Linked DNA regions of Mus musculus: region 2 is linked to region 1. The links are chromatin contacts, called in public HiChIP or PLAC-seq maps. All regions are on one chromosome and are shown on one strand. Each heading gives the region's core, a stretch centred on a gene start, on an enhancer-like site or on the middle of the called end of the contact. The rest is flanking DNA. Distances are from core to core; before and after follow the strand shown.

The links. HiChIP or PLAC-seq counts read pairs in DNA pulled down with a chosen protein or histone mark.
Region 2: a BATF HiChIP or PLAC-seq map of CD8 T cells shows a contact between it and region 1, with 6 read pairs. The contact joins two enhancer-like sites. A contact is called at or near these places in 2 of 15 datasets of contacts at CTCF or cohesin (the NIH/3T3 cell line and large pre-B cells), 4 of 484 Hi-C or Micro-C datasets (adipose-derived mesenchymal stem cells, centrocytes, liver and 1 more) and 6 of 115 datasets of contacts at active chromatin or transcription factors (CD8 T cells, the NIH/3T3 cell line, the SCID.adh cell line and 3 more).

What each region holds. Positions count from the first base shown.
Region 1 is chr11:108,220,859-108,226,323 of GRCm38.p6, forward strand. The region is part of intron 2 of Prkca (protein kinase C, alpha); the gene reads right to left. Among named protein-coding and RNA genes, the nearest start is that of Gm11655, 51 kb to the left of the region's middle. Within about 2 kb of position 2,078, at least 167 of the 459 cell types and tissues checked have an H3K27ac peak or open chromatin away from gene starts, as enhancers often do. A contact at or near this core is called in CD8 T cells and the SCID.adh cell line, where this site is marked.
Region 2 is chr11:108,309,374-108,314,838 of GRCm38.p6, forward strand. The region is part of intron 2 of Prkca (protein kinase C, alpha); the gene reads right to left. Among named protein-coding and RNA genes, the nearest start is that of Prkca, 32 kb to the right of the region's middle. Within about 2 kb of position 2,723, at least 22 of the 459 cell types and tissues checked have an H3K27ac peak or open chromatin away from gene starts, as enhancers often do. A contact at or near this core is called in CD8 T cells and the SCID.adh cell line, where this site is marked.

The DNA of each region.
Region 1 (5,465 bases), core at 828-3,327:
TTCCTGGCATTCTTTGGTTCGTACATGCATCATACCAACCTCTACCTCTGCCATCTCCACTACATTCTGTGTATTGTCACGGCCACTGAGTTGAGAGCCAGTGTCCACCTAGAGAGACCTCACAGGAACCAACCATAATGTCTGAATAGAGATCGGCCACATTGTGAGGTGACACATGGACATGAACTTCGGAAGGACACTGTTGGAGTGCCACACAGAGAAACCAGGAGGGAAGCATGGGGAAGGCAAACAGATGAGGAGAGCCATGCCTCCAAAAGAGGTCTCTATGAACTCTGTGCTCTGCAGGCCTGACCCAGACACCAAGGCATGAACAGAGTGCAGCGTGCGCTTAGGTTTCTTCCAGCCCCGAGGTCTTGGATTCCAAGTGGAAGGAAATCTCCCACCCACACGTTAAGAACCCAGTTCATCCAAATGCCACAGCAGGCTGTTTGCTATAAGTCGGTGAGGATGAGTGAGCTTGGCACAGTGGATCAGCGCTTACACAATCAGAGATACTAGGATAATCTTTCTTGGTCTATAAACTCACAAATGCTTCTGCATTTAACCATCTTCCTGGCGGCTCCACTTGAAACGTTCTTGGGGGCCTCTCTTTTCTCAGAGCACCCACCCCCAGCCAGACACACAGAACCATCTTAGAACCTAGAAGTCCAGGCAAGGGATGGCGTCTGTGTGATTATGAGAGGCAGTTCCCACCCCCCAGGCACACTTGTGAAGGGTGGGGAGAGCCAACTAAAATTAATGAACTTTTCCTGCCAAAAAGAGCTCGGCTCCCAATTCGGTCATGTGTTGCCAAATAGACAGTGTGAATGAAGTCAGCCTGCGAAGAAAATAAGAACATTCCAGAGGAGCAGGAGTTGGAGACACGCTGTCCCTGACTTCAGCACACTGATCTAAAGATATCCCCCACCCCAGCAGAAGCAGCCCAGACCTGTAGCTGATTCACCCATAGAATGTTTCTCTCCACAGCGCACTCAATATTTTGTAGCCTCTTGTTAATTCCCACCTCCCTTCTGTAAGCCCCTTTGTTACCTGGTCTCATCCTCTGGCTCCTCTGAGCTCAGAGGAGGCCCCTCTCTTTCTCTGACCCCAGCCATGGTCAGTGATAACAGGACCCACAATACCTACCTAAGTCTTAACTCCTCCACCCTTTACATCACAGTCTGTTTTCCCCTATACCATAATAAAAGAATCTGATGTCAACAGCCCCGTGGCACTCCTGGGTCCTTACCACTCTCAATGTACTTGGCAGAAGACTGTCAGCCCTGAACAACTTTCCCCAGGAAGCTGGCATGCTGAAGGGAGAGCCACAGGGCCTTAGCACCTGCCAAGACAGCCATGTGCAAGTGCCTGCCCCAGGGAGGACAATAGCCTGGCTCAGCTAGCGCAAACTATAATTGAAGCTGAATGCAATTAATTGTATAATTCTGAGTCATTTCAGATTAATTCTGCTAAAATTCAAATCCTAAAAGTAGGGCACGAGAAAAGAATCAGTTTCACAAAGAAATCAGACATAAATAAAGTCTACACCAGCCCTGGGTTTTTGCCCAACACTGAGAGCTAAGCACAATAACATTGGAGTTATCAATCAAAAATAAATTTAACCCAAATACAATGATATCACAACCCACAGTTTTAGATGCTAAAAAGCCTAAGCAGCCTTGTTATTTGGTCTAAGAAAAAAAAATGTTATGATATTTGGATGCCTGTGTCTGTCTACTCCCGGAGACTTTCATGTCATTCAGTCTGAAGTGGATAATGAGGACCACAAGAACAATCAAACCAGCTGTAGAAGCTGCAGTCAGAAAGATGGGCGTGGCCTGTGGGAGACCAGATGGCCGCACTTAAACCCTGGTTTCCACTCTCTCCTTGGGACCTCCTCGAGTTCCAGTTCCTGCTTCACCACGGAGCCTCCTGACTTCATGGGAGCCTTCTCTGTGGTGTCAGGCATGGATATGCCATGGCCCATGGCCATCTAGCCAGTAGGAAGTGAGCGGAGGTAGACTTCTGCATCCGGACTCAGGCCTCTGGGGTGTGGAGGGCTGTCAGCTTCCGCCTCCCAAATACTTCTGAACTTACAAAGACAGCAAACGCAATCAGGGAAACAGTGAGGGGCTCTGTGCACACAACATGGGGACTGGGTGAGTTCCTGTGTCTTTGGAGAAACACCCAAGGTTCCAACGGGGTTCAGAAAGCTGGGGTGGAACTCAGTGGTAGAGTCATGCCCTGATGCGTGAGGTCCTGGTTCTGTGGCTGACCTGGGAGTGGGGTTAAGGAGAGTTCGCTCTAGAACCATCTGTGGGCTTTTGGAATCTAATTTTACATTGAAGTGTGCAAAGCTCTGTTCTTAAAAGCATCTGTGCCATGAAAACAAGCAGAGCCCGTCTGCATCTTGTGACCAAACACTCCAAGAAGTTCTTGGAAATTGAAAGGTCTCAGGAGGAACCGGAAACCTCAACACCCATCAGGGCAGTTCCTTATTCCTGTCGCACACAGCTGCGCTGCCTGCTCCTCGACACTTCTTGTCAGCAGATGGGTTCCTGTGAGAACAGATGATCCTCTCTGTAAGTGCCCACACAGAGGACTCTGGAAACACCTGTGTTGAACCAGGACTCAGGGTCCCATTCCAGTCAGCTCTGGGGCCTGGGCCACTGTCAGACACCAAGTGGCTTGTGAGGGACAGATGGGGGCTCTCCTGAGGTCACTTAGTGTCCAGCTATACGAAAGCTGTGAGGACACAGACATTTCTCCAGACAAAATGAAGCCACTGGCAGTATTTTCCAATAAGCCCAATCCTCTAGGCTCCGTGGCTAGGAGGGTCACCCACTGCCTGTACTGATTCAGTCGGTTTAGAAACGTCTCTGTGACACAGGGGGGTCATAAACAACTTCATATAAATGAGAGACGTGCTCAGCAGAATGAGAGGCCTGCTGGAGGCTGCGAGGGAGGAAGCACTAATCTGATTTACTCCCCGGCGATGTCCCGTTTCCAATCCAATTTTCTGGACACTGAGATGGAGACAGGATCGAAATGGTATTTGCCAGGAGCAAGAAGAGAGATATTTCTGTCCCCTGGCCTTTGTCTTTATTAGAGATCAGCCCGGAGTGAGCCAAACTCTATAGGAAGCCCAGGGTTCATAACATGACTTTGTGTCAGAGACTTTGATTCATGGTCTTGGCTGGCAGGCAGGGCTGTGGGCAGAAGACGGGGACCCAAGCTCTTTCCCTGCTGGGCCCTGACATAGTGGGGATCGGTTGCCTGGGCACTTACAGGAAGGGTTCTCTGATGATCGAAGTGCAACCAACTCATCCATAATAGCTGTCCAGCCCTGGACACTGTGAGAATATGAACATTTAAGTTTTTCCTCCGAGTAGGCTAATTAGGGGAAAAAAAAATCAAAGCTACTAGCATTCTGTGAACTAACACAGTTTCAATCATGTGTGGCTTACATGCTATCAAAACAAAAGTCAAGGGACTGGACAGATGGCTCTGCTGTTCAAAGCACTTGCTGCTCCTGCGGAGGACTGGAGTTCAGTTCCAAGGACATCAGCTTCTATCAGAGTCTGTCATTAGCATTTCTGCTCACAGTCGAGGGGGAAAACAGAGCGCCCAGTAGGCATGGCTGAAGCATTTAAATGTCACTGGACCAATGCGTAGACTTTGCTTCCCTCGAAAGACAGATCACACGCTAAGTTGCCAAGTTTAATCTGTTTTCATCCACATACCATTTAGTTAATGATCAGGAAAATCAGAGAAAGGACAGCGACAAACTTGGGATACATTTGCCTCCTGGATCATCAAGAACTTATCGCCCCTCTCCTTCCTCATTAGTAACACACGGGTTGGGGGGTGGGGGAAGCTACAGAAGAGGCCAGGGAGTGAGTTTCACTTTCACCCAACCCCCAAAGCCTCACTCAGCAGGGGAGACACAGGAGGCAGTTTGAGGGAGCATCTTGTTCAGCTGTTGGTACAGCAGCGTCAGGAACAGGGTGATCTGGTCCCATCCACTCAGCATCTTCCTAAATTATCAAGCAAGATCTCCTTAAGGTCAACATAGAAGGAGGCAGGGGATGCTTACTGGGCAGGTTAGATGCCAGATACCAGCAGCTTGGACCTGCTGCTGCGCTTGTTGCTTTATACGCAAGCTGACGCATAGGCCACACTAAGCTCTCTGAGGATGAATTTCTGCCTGGGGAAAGGGGTCAGCACAGGGATGGGTGTGGAGTTCTGTTGAAAACAGCTCAATTTCTTTACATACTTTCTTAGAGCTCACACACTTTTTTTTTTTTTAAGTTTAGAGTTTTTCAAACATGGCATAACCTTCTATAATGTACTATGAAAACCACACAGTCTGTAGTAGTCCTAGCACTTGGGAGACTGAACCAGGAGGATCAAGGGTTTGAGGCTAGCCTGGACTACTTAGTCAACCCCAAGCCAGCCTGGACTACCTGAAGTGTTTTGTCACAAAACAAACAAAGGGGTACTGGGGAGATGCCTCGGCTGCCATCTGCAAGACATGGGAGGATCTGAGTTCACCCCAGATTCCATATGTGGAAGCGAGGCACAGCAATGCATGCCTGCAGTCTTAGTACTGAGGAAGCAGAGACAAGGGGATTCCCCTGGACCTCACTGGCCAGCCAGCCTAGCCTAACTGGTGCACACCAGGCCAGGGAGAGAACCTGTCTCCTAAGCCAAGGTGGGCAGCTCCTGGAGAATGACCCCTGAGGTCATCCTCTGATGTCTACATGCACACACTAGCGCACACGCACACACAGACACACATACATGCATGCATTTGCACTGTCCACACAAGAACATAGAGGGGCACACACAATGAAAGGAAAAACACATTTCACACATGCACATCTGACTGACAAAAATTTGGCCACATTGTTAGTTTGTTTGTTTTGTGTACGTGCATGGGGCTGGGACCATGCACACGCCATGGGCTACGCATCTGAGGTCAGAGCAGAACTTGAAAGAGCAGGTGTTCTCCTCCTGCCACATGGGTACCAGTGACCAAATTCAGGTTTATAAGCTTGACAATAGCTGGGCTATCTCACCAGCGCACAAGGTATTCTTTAAGATCTACATTTGTGCCTTCGAGCATCCTTGTCCAAGTGGACTGGGTGATGATGTCACGGCAGCTTCCCATCTTTCTCCCGTCGTCCTCCCAGTGCACATTTTGGGGATGGAAAAAATATTGCATGAATATCTCCTTAGGCTTTGTAAAGGGATCTAGGCTGTAGTTGGCTTTTTCATTTGTTTGTTTGATTCACTTTTTTTTCTTTGCTTGTTTAACTTGATTGTAAATAAGTCACATTAAGTCAAGATGCAGGGAAAGCCACAGTGAATTCTTTTGAAGCCACAGACATTTGCTGTAACCAGAGTACTCCATCTTTCCCCACTGCATCTCATCACTACATTTAAAGCTTTGTATAAACTGA
Region 2 (5,465 bases), core at 1,473-3,972, 89 kb after region 1:
CCTAACATTCACACTCCGGCCCTCCTCTTAATGCCCAGTGCTTGGCACCTCCACACGTGGAAGCTGAAATGCCCACCGGGCCCCAACATCCTTGTCACCCAAATCCTTCCTTTGATCCAGCTTTAAATTGGATTCAACTTTTAATTGAGCTCAACTCTCTCTCTCAAAATTGGGAGCACGGCCAGTTTAGTCTCTGCCTCGCTCTTAGTGTTGGTGAACAGCAGATACTCCCAAGAACTCTGCTCAACGGCTGAGTTTATCACTGTGAAACGGTGTCAGAACAGCTTGCAACCCTTAGAGCCGTGTAGAGCACATCCGTGGCCCGTGTAAAATCACCCTGAACAAAAGCTCTAAGACAATCATTCTCTTGAAATCTTGATCGAGATTTTACAAGCGGCCTTCCTGTCTGATTATTTTCCCTTGGTAAACTGTAGAGCTCTGCAAGGTGGGTTTTTAAGGACAAATGTCTAGGTCAACAGGCAATAAAAATGGATGCAGACACATAAGAGAAAGGGAAACTCAACAGGGGATAACAGGTTCAAGTTCACCTTAAACAATAGTGGTTATCACCACGGGCTGGAACCTCCCAGGTGCGGTCAAGTTCCAAGTTAATTATTCATGGCTAATGACCATTTATAACTCTTCTCCCGAGTACAGCTCCTCGTATGTGACTACTGCTCATAAAGCGTACACTACAGGTGGCCTATACAGTGCTTTTTCCACTTTAGCAAACTTCCTACAAGGTGGGATATACAATACATGGTACACCTCTCCAGACCTGTGCATACATTTCAGAACATGACCCATTTAATTGTGTAGGTAAGAAGTGTGTCATAGCAAAAACAAGACATTAGATGTATTTTAATACGTAAGACTTTGTGCCTCAGATATTAAATGCAAGGGGGAAATGTCACCCACGAGTTGACATAATGAGACTGAATTTGAAGAACTCGGTGAACATTTACTGTCTCTGAAGCTTGCTGGATCCCAAAACTTCTACATTAAAGAGAAGAAAAGTATCGGTTTTCTAGACAAAGATCTGTCACCAGTCAAAGCTTAAGCTTTGCATGCCATCAATCTACACACACATGTGCATGCACACACACACACATGCGTGCACACGCACGTGCACATTAAAAAGGATTACTTTCAGATCTCTGGTATTCATCCTGTCTGCAGGCATAAAGAACATCAGGACCTCACTGGTCTGCACACTCTGATTATCACAAGATTCCTCTGAGTCTTCCCCGATTCCACAATTCCAGACGCTGTGTCACTTTCAATAAGAACTCATTACTATCAAGTTGCGTCCTAGCCCCACAGGACCCCTACCAACTCACCCCGCCTTCTTTCATCACTTAGTTCTTGTCTGAGATGCAGTGTCATATAGCTCAGGCTGGTCTTGAACTTCCTGTGTAGCTGAGGATGACCTTGAACTTCTAATCCTCCTGCCTTCACCTCTCAGGCACTAGTATTACAGGCCTGCACCATCATGCCTGGTTTATGTGGTACTGGGGATGGAACCTAGGACTTCATGTGTGCTAGCTAAGTGTTCTACCAATTGAACTACACCCCTACCTTCTTGATTACCAAATAATTTTATCAGGGTTATTGTTTCTAAGGCAAGAAGTTACTATAGCCATGTGAATGACTTCCAAATAGAGGATTTCTGAGGGTCCGTATTCAGATAGGATCATTCTAAATACCTGAACATTTTTGTTCTAATTTTTAGTCCAAAGGTTATTCTTTCTCACACACACACACAAAGCAAGCAGCCATGGTCATGTTTGCACAGCATTACTATCCTAAAAGACCTCCTCTGTCTGCATGGCAGAATCACTAAGTTCCTGCTGACCCTGGCTACTGTGAGGCCTTCCTGAGCATGCAAAGCCTAAGCCAAACTAGGGCTATGTTCTAAAAGCAAGCTGATTGTTCAGATACCACCCAGCTCAAGCCGATCCACCCACCCCAAGCCCAGTCCCTCAAGGCCTCATAAACTGTCTGCCATTACTGAGACTGTCGCCTACCAAAGATCCCCTGAACTAGGCAATGTCTAAAACACAGCACAAGACCCTGCCTGTCACATGACCACAGAATGAGCCACCATTCCTTTCAGCAGCACCAGGGATGCCAGTGCCTATCCACTTGAAACCAGTCTCCTTCCCCAACACTCTAAAGCAGATTCCCTCCCCAATGTATCTGGACCCATATTTCAACGAATGTCTAAGGAGTATGTCAAGAGAAGCTAAAACTTGAGTTAAGGCTTCAATAATGAATCTTTTATACGGATGGGGCTTCTCTGTATGGCTTAACTCTTTTTTAAATCTGTTCTGCCAAGAGCCTAAAGCAGTGCATAAACAAGATGAAGCCGTTTTGCACAGAACTAATCCACATTGTGTTTTAGTTCCCTCTGCAAAGTGCACGTCAGATGGTAGGGCTTACACACCCATAGCCCGTGCACTAAGACAATGCAATTAGACCTTTCATATCCACCTGGATTATATAATTTTGGAGACAACATTTCAAAATCTGACTAAGCTTGCAACTGCACAACTGGCAGACTTCAAGGTGGGCTCTTAATATCAGGTTATTTTGTTGCCATTTCCATGAAACATTGAAGCCCTTCGTGGTAGACTTCAGAAGCAAGCTGCCACTCTGCTCCACAACTGAAGACATCAGATAGGGCTTGGGGTCAATGGGTAAAAGGAAGCGGCTTCTATTTAAAGGTCTTTGAGGGTAAAGGGGTGGGGGGAGGGGATGATCAACAGATTCTGGAGTTTCAGTCTCTAGATGTACTTCAGAACAGCTGTTTTGCTTCTTTGTAAGTTCCCTTCAACTAGGAAGGACAGAGCAATATTAAGGGCTGAAGCTAAACCACAGCCCAGGAACATGTCTCCTTTATGGGTATGTCCAGAAAACAGCTGGAGATGTGTACAAAAAGTGTAGCACATGCTACAGTTAAGCTTGTTAACTTCAACTCGGTTCACTTTTAATAAATAAATAAATAAATAAATAATTCTTGCAGTAGGTGAGAGGTTTCTGATCCTGGGGAGGCTGAAGATGTTTGGTATTGTATAAAAGAAGTCTGCCTTTTGAGCTGCTCTTTCCAGACTGCCTCATTTTAAAGGAAAGATGGCTCAGGTTCCAGATCAAAGCAAGAGCAACTCCAGAGTGGAGCTGGAGGAGACACTGGAAACTGCAGAAACGGTTAGGAAAGAACTGGGTGGCTATCAGCACACAGCCCTGCTGCTTCATGATGCAGTAGGGGCTGCCAGCATCCAACGCCCATCCACTCTGCAACCAGTCCCTTTCCCCAACACACACCAACCCACACTTCAGTAACTGAGGACTAGCACAAGAGACGCTAGAACTCGAGTCAGAGCTTCAATGGTGAACATTTTATAAAGAAAAAAGAAACAGAAAATCAGAGAGCAGGCGATGACTGTGATTCCATCTGCCCTGAGCTCAGGAAGAACCCTTCCAAGTGAGATGATCCAACTTTCTGTTGAAACTTGTTATAATCCACAAAAATTGCTTACCATAAATAGTTGTCAGTGTCCCAGAGAAACAGCTGTATGAAACTTCTGCCAGGAAGAGCCAATTAAGATGACAAAGGCGCCTTATTTGTTAGTTACAATCCTGTGCCACAAATGTAACCTTTTCTCTCTCTTCCCACTACAGCCCCATTGGCTCACATCTGTCAAAGTACAGAGGGAACCACAGAATCCTGATTGCTATAGTTTTAAAGTTTAGTCTGAAAGGCTAGAGAGGCAGTTCAGACAATGGTGTGTTTGACTGCCGTGCGTAGCACCCCAGGTTCAATACCCAGCACTACATAAACATTGTATGTGGTGGTACACAGCTGTAATGCCAGAACCTGAAGGCAGGGTAAAGATCAGAATTCAACGTCACCTTGGTGACTTGCAGAATTGAAGACTAGCCTATGCCAGGGAACAGTGATCCACCTAACAATTTATTTTCCTTTGATCTATAAAACAACTTTTAACAGAAACCCAAAAAGCATCTATGTTTAAAACTAGTGGGAGGAAATATTGTGTCCACTCTGGTTGTTAGACAGCTGCATAAGGAAAGTCAGGAAGACTAACACAATGGAAATAAATATCCAGCCCTTGATTCCACTTGGTGTTGGCCTACCTTATCAATTCTACTTGACAATCACCATTTAGTAAAGCCACAGTGGCTGCTTAGGCTAGCGTTCAGTGTGTGGTTCCCTGCCAAGGTAAGCTTTTTGCACAGTAAGGCAAAAGCAGATGATTCTGAAAACAGGACTTAATTCTTCCTTCCAGAGCCAGGCAGTGAGAAGCTTGGTCAGTGACCGAAGAAAACCAATGTTTTCTGGTGACTGTAACAGGACATGCCAGCCTCGCGTATCAGATGCACACACTCCAGAACAGAATTAAGATAAAGGGTGAAGATGAGGCTAGGCTGGAAAGAGCAGCCAAGAGAATCTTCAAAACACCTCAGGAGGGGCCAGTGAGATGGCTCAGGGGGTAAAGGTTCTTGTCGCCAGGCCTGAGGATCTCAGGTCGATCCTCTAGACCCACACAGTGGAAGGAGAAAACCAACTCTTGCTAGTTGTCTCCACACATATACCATATGCATGCATAGGCGTGCATGCGCGTGCACACGTGTGCATACACACACACACACACACACACACACACACACACACACACACAAACCAGAGGAAAGTAAAGAAGAAAATGTCATCCTGAAAGGCACAAAGGGTTAACTATCTAGGCTAGGATGCCTAGGAATCAACCTCTTTTAGCACTCAAAGTCAAAGGGCCAGCACCAATTTCCTGATACTTTCTATAAATAAATAAATAAATAAATAAATAAATAAATAAATAAATCTGAGGCTCATCAGAAAAGGATGGGACTGGCTCACCCAAGCTTAAATGTCCCATCCACAGCATAGGATGGCTACCTTTTTGAGATCCGGTGAGGTAGAGGAAGCTATCTAACTGTTAAGGACAGAGAGATGACAGCCGTTTGATCACAGCAGTGCAGATGTCGGCTTCTGTTCCTTTCCTAAAGTCCCTTAGCTGTCATCCTTTCTCTCAGGCCCCACCAGGTTCCCTTGTGACCCCCATGTCCACTCTCCCTTGCTACCTTCCAGGAGTCTGAGTGTGACTCTGTAGAGGAAATGAAATCGAGAAGCCTCCCAAAACCATAGTGGAAGAACAGGAGCAGCCAGTCTGAGGATGGGCGACTGCTCCTGTCCCTGGTCCCACTGAGGAAACCCCGGGGAGTCCGATTCCTAGAACACTGCAGCTGCAATGCAGAAAGGAGTCTGGTGAACTTGGAAAGTGGAGGGAAACTACCTTTGCTGCAGAGCTGGGGGCTTCAGGTCTTTAGCACGGGAGCCCTGGCAAAACGCCAAGAGGAAGACTAGGATCTCTGATACAGGGGTGGCCTGCCCTCCACACTTGCTCTAGTCT